2 separate regions of the Sus scrofa genome follow, and region 1 is linked to region 2. A link is a contact called in public Hi-C data. All regions are on one chromosome and are shown on one strand. The core of a region is the stretch at or near the end of the contact, and the rest is flanking DNA. Distances in the headings are between cores, read along the strand shown. Region 1 holds the start of HCFC2 (host cell factor 2). Region 2 holds the start of EID3 (EP300-interacting inhibitor of differentiation 3).

Evidence for each region. A called contact is a pair of places that touch in the nucleus more often than the background predicts.
Region 1: a contact with region 2 is called in a Hi-C map of skeletal muscle, with 4 times the contacts expected there. The contact joins the promoter of HCFC2 here to the promoter of EID3 in region 2. A contact is called at or near these places in 2 of 47 Hi-C or Micro-C datasets (heart right ventricle and skeletal muscle).

What each region holds. Positions count from the first base shown.
Region 1 is chr5:80,406,401-80,411,653 of Sscrofa11.1, forward strand. It overlaps HCFC2 (host cell factor 2), which reads right to left and starts at 3,398. Exons shown (of 15, transcript XM_003126644.5): 1 at 3,194-3,398; 2 at 1,376-1,524. The coding sequence starts at 3,356. It overlaps GLT8D2 (glycosyltransferase 8 domain-containing protein 2), which reads left to right and starts at 3,515. Exons shown (of 11, transcript XM_021092640.1): 1 at 3,515-3,683.
Region 2 is chr5:80,231,675-80,237,519 of Sscrofa11.1, forward strand. EID3 (EP300-interacting inhibitor of differentiation 3) reads right to left here and starts at 2,893. Exons shown (of 1, transcript XM_021092633.1): 1 at 1-2,893.

The DNA of each region.
Region 1 (5,253 bases), core at 2,148-4,647, 180 kb after region 2:
AATGACAAATAAGCAGATAACTTCTGGAATTAAAATGAATGTTCCAATTAGAAATTCAATCTGGTCTTCCACATTCACAGCTTTCTGCAATGGCAAACTAAGCTTATAATAAGAACTAGCAGTTTTAAAATATTTTCCATGTGAAAAATCCAACATTATTTATAGCTATCAGATTAAATGTAATACATGCACTCTTACTTTTTGAAATTAGGTAATTTATTAACGGTATATATTTTAACCTTTAAATAAACATAAGATCATTTAAGAAACAAAACTCCAAAACTTACTCTTTGGTCATGGATATGTTCTTTATATAAAACTATTTTAGAAATTTTTTTGAAATGAGCTGCTTGTAAATAGGCGTCATCTATCTATATCTGCCAACTACCAGATGCCCTCATGATCATAGCCCTGGGAATATATGCACAGGAATAAAGTCAGAGCTGTCACAAATGGCATTTTTGTCACAAAGGGCATCTTTGAGGCTAGTTTATTAGAGTGTAGAATTTAGAAAGGCTATTTGAAAATGTTACCCCTTTTATACACATTACCAGAAAAGAAAAAGCACTAGTGTGAGGGTAGCGATTTCTGTAACTAAGGCAGAAGTTTTCATAGTATGGTCTGGGGACCAGCAGCCGCAGCAGCAGGTGGGAACTTGGTAGGAATGCAAATTATAAGGCCCCACTATAGAGAATGCTGATTCAGAAACTCTGAGTGCAGGTTCCAGCAATCTGTGTTTTCACAAACCCTCCAGGTGCTTCTGCTGCAGCAGGCTGAAGCTGAAAAAGGACTGCACCAAGATACAAAAGCCCAAACATACAACAAGTACAACTGATTCTAAGTAACAGATATCTTCATGTTACAAATGATGCTAAGTAACAGATATCTTAATGTTACAAATGTCGCTGGGCATACTGGAGAAAAGATTTACATTAGAAACTCTGGCTTTTTAGTTAAGTGGAAACGTTTCCTTTGAAGCTATAAAATGTGAAGCTCATGGAGTTTCTGGTCATGGCCCAGCGGTTAACAAATCTGACTAGGAACCATGAGGTTGCGGGTTCCATCCCTGGCCTTGCTCAGTGGGTTAAGGATCTGGCGTTGCTGTGAGCTGTGGTGTGGGTCGCAGATGTGGCTTGGATCCCACGTTGCTGTGGCTCTGGTGTAGGCTGGCGGCTACAGCTCCAATTAGACCCCTAGCCTGGGAACCCCTGTATGCTGTGGGAGCAGCCCTAGAAAAAGCAAACAAACAAAAAAACGTGAAGCTCACACACTATTTTAAGCACATTAATGAAATATTTTTCAATCTTTCAAAGAATTATGAGCAATACCATTATTAAAACTTCAGCTTGAGATAACAAACTTGAAAGACACTTACTTGTAACTCATATAACTCATTGCTGTATCTTCCATATTCAACCATTCCCCCAAATACTAAAATTCTGGTACCATCACAGACAAATCCATGGGCAGCACAGCCTGGAGGGATGTCTCCTCTAACAGCAGGTAGGAACCACTGATTCGTAACTAGTTGCCAAAATAAAATTAAAACCAATTATAATAAACAATTACTACAAACTATTAGTATGTGCTTTTACATTTATCACCTATACCAGTGGTTCTTAATAGGGAATTATTTTGCCCCCTCTAGTTATAACAAAAAAATTTTAGTTATAACTAGAGGGAGGGGGAATGCTGCTGGAAACTCGTGGGTAGAGGGTAGGGATGTTGCCAAACATCACACAATGTAGACTGCAGCCTCCTATAACAACAAATAATTATCCGGTTCAAATATGAATAGTGCTGTTCGAAAAACCGTGGTCTAGGAGTTATCGCTGTGGCGTAGCAGAAATGAATCCGACTAGGAACTGTTAAGTTGTGGGTTCGATCCCTGGCCTTGCTCAGTGGGTTAAGGATCTGCCATTGCTGCGGCTGTGGTGTAGGCCCGGTGCCTGCAGCTCCACTTAGACCCCTAGCCTGGGACCCTCCATATGCCTCGGGTGCGGCCCTAAAAAGACAAACAAAAAAACCCCTGGTCTATATTATTTAACTTCTGACCACAACCCTACTTGGAGAGTATCATCCTTTCCATTTCCCAAGTGAAAAATCTGACACTTCTATTTAGTAACTGAGGCACTGATCCTGGGCAACTGGCAGAGCAAAATTCAAACTAGGTCTTATTCCAAAGCCAAGGTTTTTACACTATACTAAACTGTCAACTAACTTTTTATGCTAGGGTGCCAGGAGGAAGGGCGGGGGGAAGAAAAAAAAAAGACTTCCCCCTACTCCACAATTTCATTTATTTTTTTTTAATGACCACTATGATTAAGCTGTTTGGTCAAAGAAAAATAATTGATCATAACAGATTCCAAATTCATCAATTAGCCGTACACCAAGAAAACAAGTTTCCTCCAGATAGCTGGCTCGTTTACAAGCGGGATAAATGAAATTCCAGTCTCTTTTCTATCCCACGGAGGTACTCAAAGGCAGGGCCTCCGCGGCCGCGGGTAGTTCTGATTTGCAGCGGTGCTCGAGCTGACAGTCCTCTCTCCGAGCGCCTCACGGCTGAGCGTGGGCACACACACCCAACCACGCAGAGGCAGGCGCCGGGCTCAGCCACCGACCACTTCCCCGCCAGTTAAGAGGGCTACCAATGGGGTAAAAATCTTGACTGTCACCTGCTGGACACGGGGCTGTATTTGGGGTGAAAGTACCCGAAAGCCTCTCGTTTCCCCTCCTCGCCTCCCCTATATTCTTTTCCTCGTAAGGAAGGCAGGCAAAGACAGGAAAGGCCCAGAGAAGCTCTGGTTTGGAGTTAGGTTTTGACAGAGGAGGGACTCTCGGGACCCCAGAGTGGGCAAGACTTGGGGAAGAGGCCCAGGCGGGTGGGAACTGTCTCCCTCGCCTACGTCCCCCAGCAGGGCTGCGGCGTGGGGGGTCCTGCACCGTCTGCCCGAGGGCCGGCGCTCCCCGCTTGTCGGCCGGTTCCGCCCCGCGGACCCTGGGGAAACGGAGCTACCTCCCGGGACACTGCGGGAGCGAGACTGTCTGGCCAAGCCGCGCTCCCCGCCGCCCGCTGGTGGAGGCAGTGACCCGGCGGTGACAGCTGTCAGGGCCGCGGCCGCCGCCTCGCCTCTCCTCCCCTCCCCCTCCGCGGCTCCCACAGGCGGGGCCGAAAAACCGCCGCCGCGCCTACCCGTGTTGTAGACGTGCAGCTCGTCCGCGATGCCCTCGTTGCCCCCTCCAAAGATGATCATCAGCTCCCGGATGGCCACCGCCCGGTGTCCGTGCCGGGCGCGGGGGACCGGCCCCGTGAAGGAGGAAACCCGCCTCCAGTTAAGGAGGCTGGGAGCCGCCATCTTCCCAACCCCCGCCCCTCTGCCCACAATGCACCGCGCCCCGCTCCGGCGCCGCTGTTCCCGGGGGAGGGCGGGGACCGGCCTCCAGCTGTGCCCGCTGAAGGGGGGGAAACCCCGCGGGAAGGTGGTGGTCACGTGGCCGCGAGCCGAACCGCAGGCTGCCGGGAGCCTAGAGGGTCCCGACGAGAGAGCCCGGTCCTCACCCCCGGGCGACGTGGCTGGCCCTGGCACCCAGGGCAATGGATCTTAGGGTGGAAGGACATTTCCTACTGACCAAGTCTCCCCTCCCCACACAGAGCCCCCCCCATTTTGTATTTGCAGAAAAAGGTACAGCGTTTTCCTTTCATTAAACGGGGGTCAGTTTAATTGAGCATCTAGGGCGTGTGGACGAGTCAGATCCTTTAAACAATGCACAAAGGGAGAAAAGCTCACGTAGAGGTTTCGAAGTGCCAGGAGTACGGAGAGGAGAGAGGGAAACCTGCCTCCGCGGAAGGGATGACACGCGCGCCAAGGCGCGGGGACGTCGAGGATGCCAGCGAAGGGGGGAGGGAGGGAGAGGGTCTGGACCACGACCTAGCGGCTGCGAGCGCTGTGTCCCCCCTTTGCTATGAACACCGGAGGGAAGGTCGGAGCTCAGTCTGCAAAGGCAAGTCAGGCAGATCAAGTTCGGAGGGTGCTGTGCCGAGAAGTTTAGGAACGGCGAGCCGCAAAAGTTTTGTTTGTTTTAAGCAGGTGAGAGATTGATAATAGATTTCTGTTTTATTACTTTCTAACATTTGAGGGTCTTTTATTGACAAGCACTGTCCTCCCTACCTTTTGTATATTAACTCACGATTCTCCCAACAACCCAGTGAAGTGAGCCTTTCAGCCTTTCGTGGTTGGGGAAATGAGGCGCAGAAGAGTAAAGTAATTCTCTCCGGCACTACAGCAGAAAAGGATTAGGGTCAGGATTCAAACGCAGAACTTCTTCCAGAGACTCAATCCATAACCACTATACCATACGTCCTCCGATCACGGTCATATACAACCCTATTAAGCCCCGCTGCCTTTCGATCATGTCCTACACAGAATCACACTCAGAGAGACACAAATTCGGCAAGGGGGATGGAGGGGAATTGAAAGCAATTTAAATTCCTACCTCACACTCTCAAGAGGTATCAGAGAGAATACAAACAATGTAGACCAAATTTCCTAAAATTTTTTTTTTTCCTCATCTTATTACTTTAAATATCCCTCTTAGGCCTAGCTCATCTCCCCTCCCTCAATTCCCTCAAACCTAACCTTCACATTCATCTAAAAAGGTAGTTTCTCCCTTTTTAGAAGGAATTCTTGCTATACTTTCCGGCTCTTGCTTTTCAAGTTCTTACTTTCCCTGATTAATACCGCAGTTTCATAATATGGTCAAACAGAAGTTGGAATTGGGATGGGAAGATGGCTGGGAACAAAGAAGGAAGGCTATGTATTGATTCTTGGTCACATGTATAGCATGGACTCTTAAATATTTCACCTAGAAAGTTTTTATGTATCTGGAAAAGCTAGGATAGAGCAATGAGGTTTTTGTAAAACTTTAAAAAAGTATTTCATTAAGGAGTTCCCATCATGGTTCAACAGGTTAAGAACCCGACTACTATCCATGAGGATGTGGGTTCGATCCCTGGCCTCACTCTGTAGGTTAAGGATCTGGGCATTGCCATGAGCTGTGGTATAGGTCACAGATTCAGCTCCGATCCCATGTTGCTGTGGCTGGGGTGTAGGCCGGCAGCTGCACCTCCAATTGAACCCCTAGCCTGGGAATTTCCAAATGCTGCAGGTGTAGCCCTAAAAAGACAAAAAAAAAAAAAAATTCATTTAAAGAAATTTATTCTGGGAGTTTAGTATTAAAATGTCCTTTTTATGA
Region 2 (5,845 bases), core at 1,643-4,142:
AACTTGACCTTAAGAACGAAAATGTTGGAGTTCCCATGGTGGCTCAGTGGTTAACGAATCCAACTAGGAACCATGAGGTTGCGGGTTCCACCCCTGGCCTTGCTCCGTGAGTTAAGGATCCGGCGTTGCCGTGAGCTGTGGTGTGGGTGGCAGACACAGCTCAGATCTGGTGTTGCTGTGGCTGTGACATAGGCCAGCACCTCCATATGCCTTGGGTATGGCCCTAAAAAGCAAAAAAAAAGGAATGAAAATGTTTACGAAAGCCATGTTTTTGTGCAAAAGGGAACTCTCTTCATAGTTCTTAGAATTTAGTAATTCACTAGTTCCAATTTCACACATGGACATGCAAGCCCTGGCCACAGACAGGTTCCCTGTTTTTCTTTTTTTTTTTTTTTTTTTTTTTTGGCTTTTTGCTATTTCTGGGCCGCTCCCTCGGCATATGGAGGTTCCCAGGCTAAGGGTTGAATCGGAGCTGTAGCCACCGGCCTACACCAGAGCCACAGCAACTCGGGATCTGAGCTGTGTTTGCAACCTACACCACAGCTCATGGCAACGCCGGATCGTTAACCCACTGAGCAAGGGCAGGGGCCGAACCCGCCACCTCATGGTTCCTAGTCGGATTCGTTACCCACTGCGCCACAACGGGAACTTCCGCCCTGTTTTTCTATTCAGGTAGGAAGTGTTACATGCCTGTTGAGTTTCTATTTGCTATCTTCTAACTAGTATCTTTTAGGAATTAAAGAGCAGTTTTTTATTTGGTTTTCTCCATTTCTAATTATGTAGCAACTAACTGTGTCCAAATAACTTTATACATTAAAGTAAGGTTCAAATGTGATATTTATCACGAGAACTACCTGAGGGGGGCTTGTAAAAAAATAAATTGAAAGGCAGATCCCAGCCCCTTCCAGAGGGTTCAATGAACAAGACCTCAGCTAAACCCCAGGCATGCAGGTTTAACAAGCACTCCAGGGGATCCTTTGCACGTGACACAGTCTACAGGTTTTTGAAATACACTTCTTTAAAGCCTTCATTCTGTAGTTAGCCACCTAAATTATCAGTTCCTTCCAGGACCACACTCCCTGGTCTTCTAGAGTACACTGTGAAAGCAAGGGAGGCTTTGCTGCTGCTGTTGCTTATTGAGGAGAAAGGAAGACAAAGGAAGAAACAACATTTAGAAAAGAAAACAACATTTAGAAAAGAAAAGCAGTATTTTAACAAGCTCCCTCTGCGTTATTTAAGTTGCATCAAAGCAGGAAATCTTTACCTTTTTTAAGGTGTGGACTTTAGGATGATAACACTAATCCTATAAGCACTCCATTCTCTGCTAAATAATGCCTTTCTCCACTCAAACCTGGTGTTCCCTAAAGAATTTTAGAACCTACCGCTTCTTCCTAAATGTGGGCAACAACTGGCTGGAAATTCACGAACAGTTTCAAAGCAGTAAGCCTCATTACCTTGTGTCTTCTTTCATTTCTTAGTACTCATTAAAATCCAAAAATAAATCAAATGATACAGAGAGTGATAAGTGTGCTTAAAAGAGATGTGATAAATAACTTTTTAAAATTTTAATTATAACTTGGTGGTATGCTTTAATCTTGACATTGCACTTCACTAAATGTCTGAAATTAACTATGATAATATAGAAATGAAAACATCAGATCTCATCAGTTAAGTGGATGTAAAGCTTATATATAAAGTGATCCTTTTTACTCCCACTGGTGTTAAAATCATGACCATCTGTTTATGACACAGGTGGAGAAAAGAGATCAGACAGGAAGGAATATTGATAGAACTTTGTCTCATTTTACTTGCAAACTAAAGGTCTGAGTAATACAACATATTTTACATCAAGCTAAAAGTCTTTTTAGCTCCTTTAAGTATTTTCCATTAATGTGCTATTTGTCTTCCAAGTCTCTCTTCATTTCCTATACCCATTCTTCAAAAAGGTAAGATTCTTTTAGAGGAACGAAAACATGGTAAATAAAAATGCAAGTTAACTGTTACCTGCTTCCTGAATGTGCACCCATCTAAATACACCTTTTACATTTAACTGAGGCCTCAGGCTTAATTCTAAGAAGGCAATGTTCCAGTATGACTTCCATTTCTTAAAAATTACTTCAATACAAAAAGACAATTAAAGCAGATGTATCACAGTGATGGGATGAGGCTTTCTAACTTGGTCACCAACCACACCAGAGGTGGACTATCACCAGGCTGCAAATCCCGCTAACGTGCACCCAGCCTCTCAGCCTTTCTCCCGTCTGGTGGGCCATGACCTCGTGCGTGGGCCCAGGGAGGACTGCCACTACCACCCTCGCCACCAGCCGAAGCAAAGATTTCTTCTTCGCCTATGCTTCTACCCAGCTGTTAACTCAAGGCTAGAAAAGCAACCCCTGAAGGGTAAGGAACTCGCTCTAAGGGCTTGCTGGTCGCTCTCCCCTGAGCCTGGGGTTTCCAGGTTTCCCTCCCTGAAAATTACAGAGGAAGATGAGAGGGACGGACAGAGATAAGCATTTCCTGATCCACCCTTCGCAGTACTTCTCTAAACACTCACATTCGGCAGGTACACGGCTGCTAAAAATTTTTAAGTTATTTATAGAGTTACTAGGAGAGAAAGAACAAGGCAAGGAGGAAAAAAAGGACGTTTAAAAACCTATTTTCAAAGCTGAAAATAGGTCCATCCGCTCGTCCAAGCTTCCCGTTCTGAAAAGTATGTCTCATCAACATCGATGAACACGTGAGCTGGCCCCGCGCGTCCTTCTCATTTCTAAGGATGTGCTCGGTGGGAGGTCCGCTCCCGGTCACCCGGGCTTGGAGAGGAGGGCTGAGACCACCACCGGCCCCAAGAGCCGGTTCCCCGTTCAGGCGCATTACAGAGACGTAAAGCTCGCCCACCTACCTTCAGGGTTTGACCATGGCCGCCTATCTTTCGCCGCTTCACAAACACAACGGGCACGTCGGTTTCCGAGGTCAGTTCGGAGAGCGCTCTCTCGAGGCCCCGCCCGTCCTCTGTGGCACAAAAGCAGAGCGAAGCCGGTCAGTCTTTCCGCCCCGGGCGGCGGCGGGAAGTGCGCGGCGGGGGCGGGGCTTCCGCGTCCCCAACTGCACTCCCCCCCCCCCACCGCGCGACCGCCCCTCCGTCCCGGGCCCCGCCTGACCTTGACCGAGGCCGGCCAAGGGTCGGGTCCCGGGCGGGAGGACCGGGACGGCCTCGCGGCCAGCCGCAAACGCCAGGCAGACCCCAGGAAAGGGCAAGTCTCGCTAAAATAGACGTCACACGTCCCCAGTGGGTCCCGAATTCAGAAACGCCTCAAAAGGAAGCTTAGGGCACAGTTATCTCAACTTTTCAAAAAACACCTTCCAACTCAATCTGCCTTTGAACTCTGCATCTATACAGAGTGCCAAAAACCAACTTCCAATGTTTCTTTGAAGTTTGAAAACATGGGGTAAAATGAAGCCCACGCTGCCCACTTACGGGTGCTTTAAGAACCTTGAAATAATACAGCAACACCCTACCTGACAGGCTGGGTGAAACCGGTCCAAATTTACAAACGAGTGAACTCAGGTAGAGAATGAGTCAGTCAGTGAGAATTAAAAATAGACTCCATTGATACTGACATGAGGTCCATTCATGAGACAAAAACCACACCTGCACCCCAAAGTACAGTTGTTTGATGATAAAAACGCTTCTGTAATGCGTTGCATAGATTAACACTTAATCTAACTACCCTTTCGAAGTCGCTCCTATCAGGTCCATTTCACAGATAAGAAAACTGAGGCACCAAAAACCCCCTATCTTGCCCAAATTCAAGCAACCAGAGTTAGTTAACAGCAGAGCCAGGAGTCAAACCAGGCAGTGTGGTGAAGCCTTTAACGCTTAGCGGGTACTGCCTGATACAGGGAGATAAGCACGGGTTCCTCTTAGTTGTCTCGTTTGCCGGCCTGGGGAAAGTCACGGGAGTCTGAGCCTTAGTCTCCCCGCTTGCACACACAGAAAGCATGATCTGCCAACCTCTCACGATTTCTGAAGATTCAATGGTGTGAAAATTCCTTGAGGCTTGCTTAAACTCTCTTAATGTTGAGAAGGGTCTGTCAATCTATTCATCACCTTATTACCTGCATTTCAACACCCGTGCACTAAGAAATGATACAAAAGTCCATTTCCTCCGATATTCTGCCCACTGCCTCTACGGAGACGAGCTAGAGGAAGGAAACCTCCGGCCGACAGGGGGCCGGCCTCACCTCCACGCACGCTAAGCTTTCACCCACCCGGCGAAACAATGAATGCGGCCAAGACGCTCACCCGCCTCAATAAAGCCTCACCCCTACTCAGACCCGCCCTCAAACATCTCTCCTCGCTCCGCATTCGCAACGCACCGGCAGGCGGATGCTCTCGGCCCGGGGTTCTCGCAGCGGGAGGCCCGGGGCTTCCTCCGTTTTTGGTGAGCCCGAAGCTTACAGGAACGCGAGCTGTTGGGCAGCAGGCGCCTCTCTGACGCGCCCCACCACCTCGCGATCCGATGCAATGCGGGACCGGAGACGACTGAAGGGAAAGGGAGGCCGGTTCCCAGAGGCTCGGAGAAGCCACGCCCTCCCCTGAATGGGCGGGCAAACCGCCAGAGTCAGAATGACAAAGCAAAAATCCACTCCTCGTGCAGCCCTGGCGCCTGGCTGATGGGCTTAGCAAAGTGGGATCTCCTAATTGGGTGACAGCACGTCCACTTCCCGCTCACAGCGCCCCCAACCCAGGAAAGGAGCAAATGCAATTTAAGGAATGTTTGGAACCAGAACCAAAAGAACGTGTCTTAACTGAGCAAAACCGGACTATGCCCTCGGGCAGTGACTCCTGAACTTTGCTACCGGTTGTAATCATGCGAGGTCTTTAAAAATACTGACGCCTGGCTCCCACCCCCGGACGTTCTGATGTAATTGGTATTGGGTGCGACCTGAGCATCTGAGTTTTTAAAAATTCCCTGGATGATTCCAGTGAGCAGTAGTTTGGGAGCCACTGCCCTAAGGTAATGGATTAGTCAGTCTGGCGATTCTGTAAAGGAAGTGATCAGGCTTTTAAAGGAAACATCTAGTCCATCCTGACTAATACTGAAAAGAAGTGACAAATTCCCCTTTGTCCCACTTAGATTTTGGTTTGTCATGTTTAAGGAAAACTGAGTATATTTAACTCCAGCCATGCCAAGCCACCTACAGCTAGTTACCCCAGTGAGCCAGGCTCTCCGTACTTCCCAAGTCTTACTCATATTCTTACTCAGCACTTTGCACTACTAGGTAGCTATGAATATATACTGAATACATAAACAGCCACCCTATTAATAGCAGGTGTTTGTTCAAGGGTCCTACTGTACTAAACCAGTGTTCCTCCATAAGGCTTTCTCTCTCACACAGCTCGCTGAGCTAGAACCACTTTTTTTTTTTTTTGCTTTTTAGGGCTGCACCTGTGGCATATGGAATTTCCCAGGCTAAGGTCAAATCGGAGCTGTAGCTGCTGGCCACAGCCACACCAGATCCAAGCCCCATCTGCGACCTACACCACAGCTCACTGCAGCACCAGATGCTTAACCCCCTGAGCAAGGCCAGGGAACGAACCCGCATCCTCTAGGAACTCATCAGGTTTGTTTCTGCTGAGCCCTAAGGGGAACTCCCTAGAACGACCTTTCTGACACCGAAATCTTCTCTGCTCAGACTTCCAGCAGCTCTCTAGAAACCTCAAAATAAAGTCCAAGCTCCTCAATTGTACTGATTTGGCAAGGGCCACCCTTGTTAAACCTAGATGTCCACTGAGTATCCACTGTGGCACAGTGGGTTAAGAATCAGACTGCAGCGGCTCTGG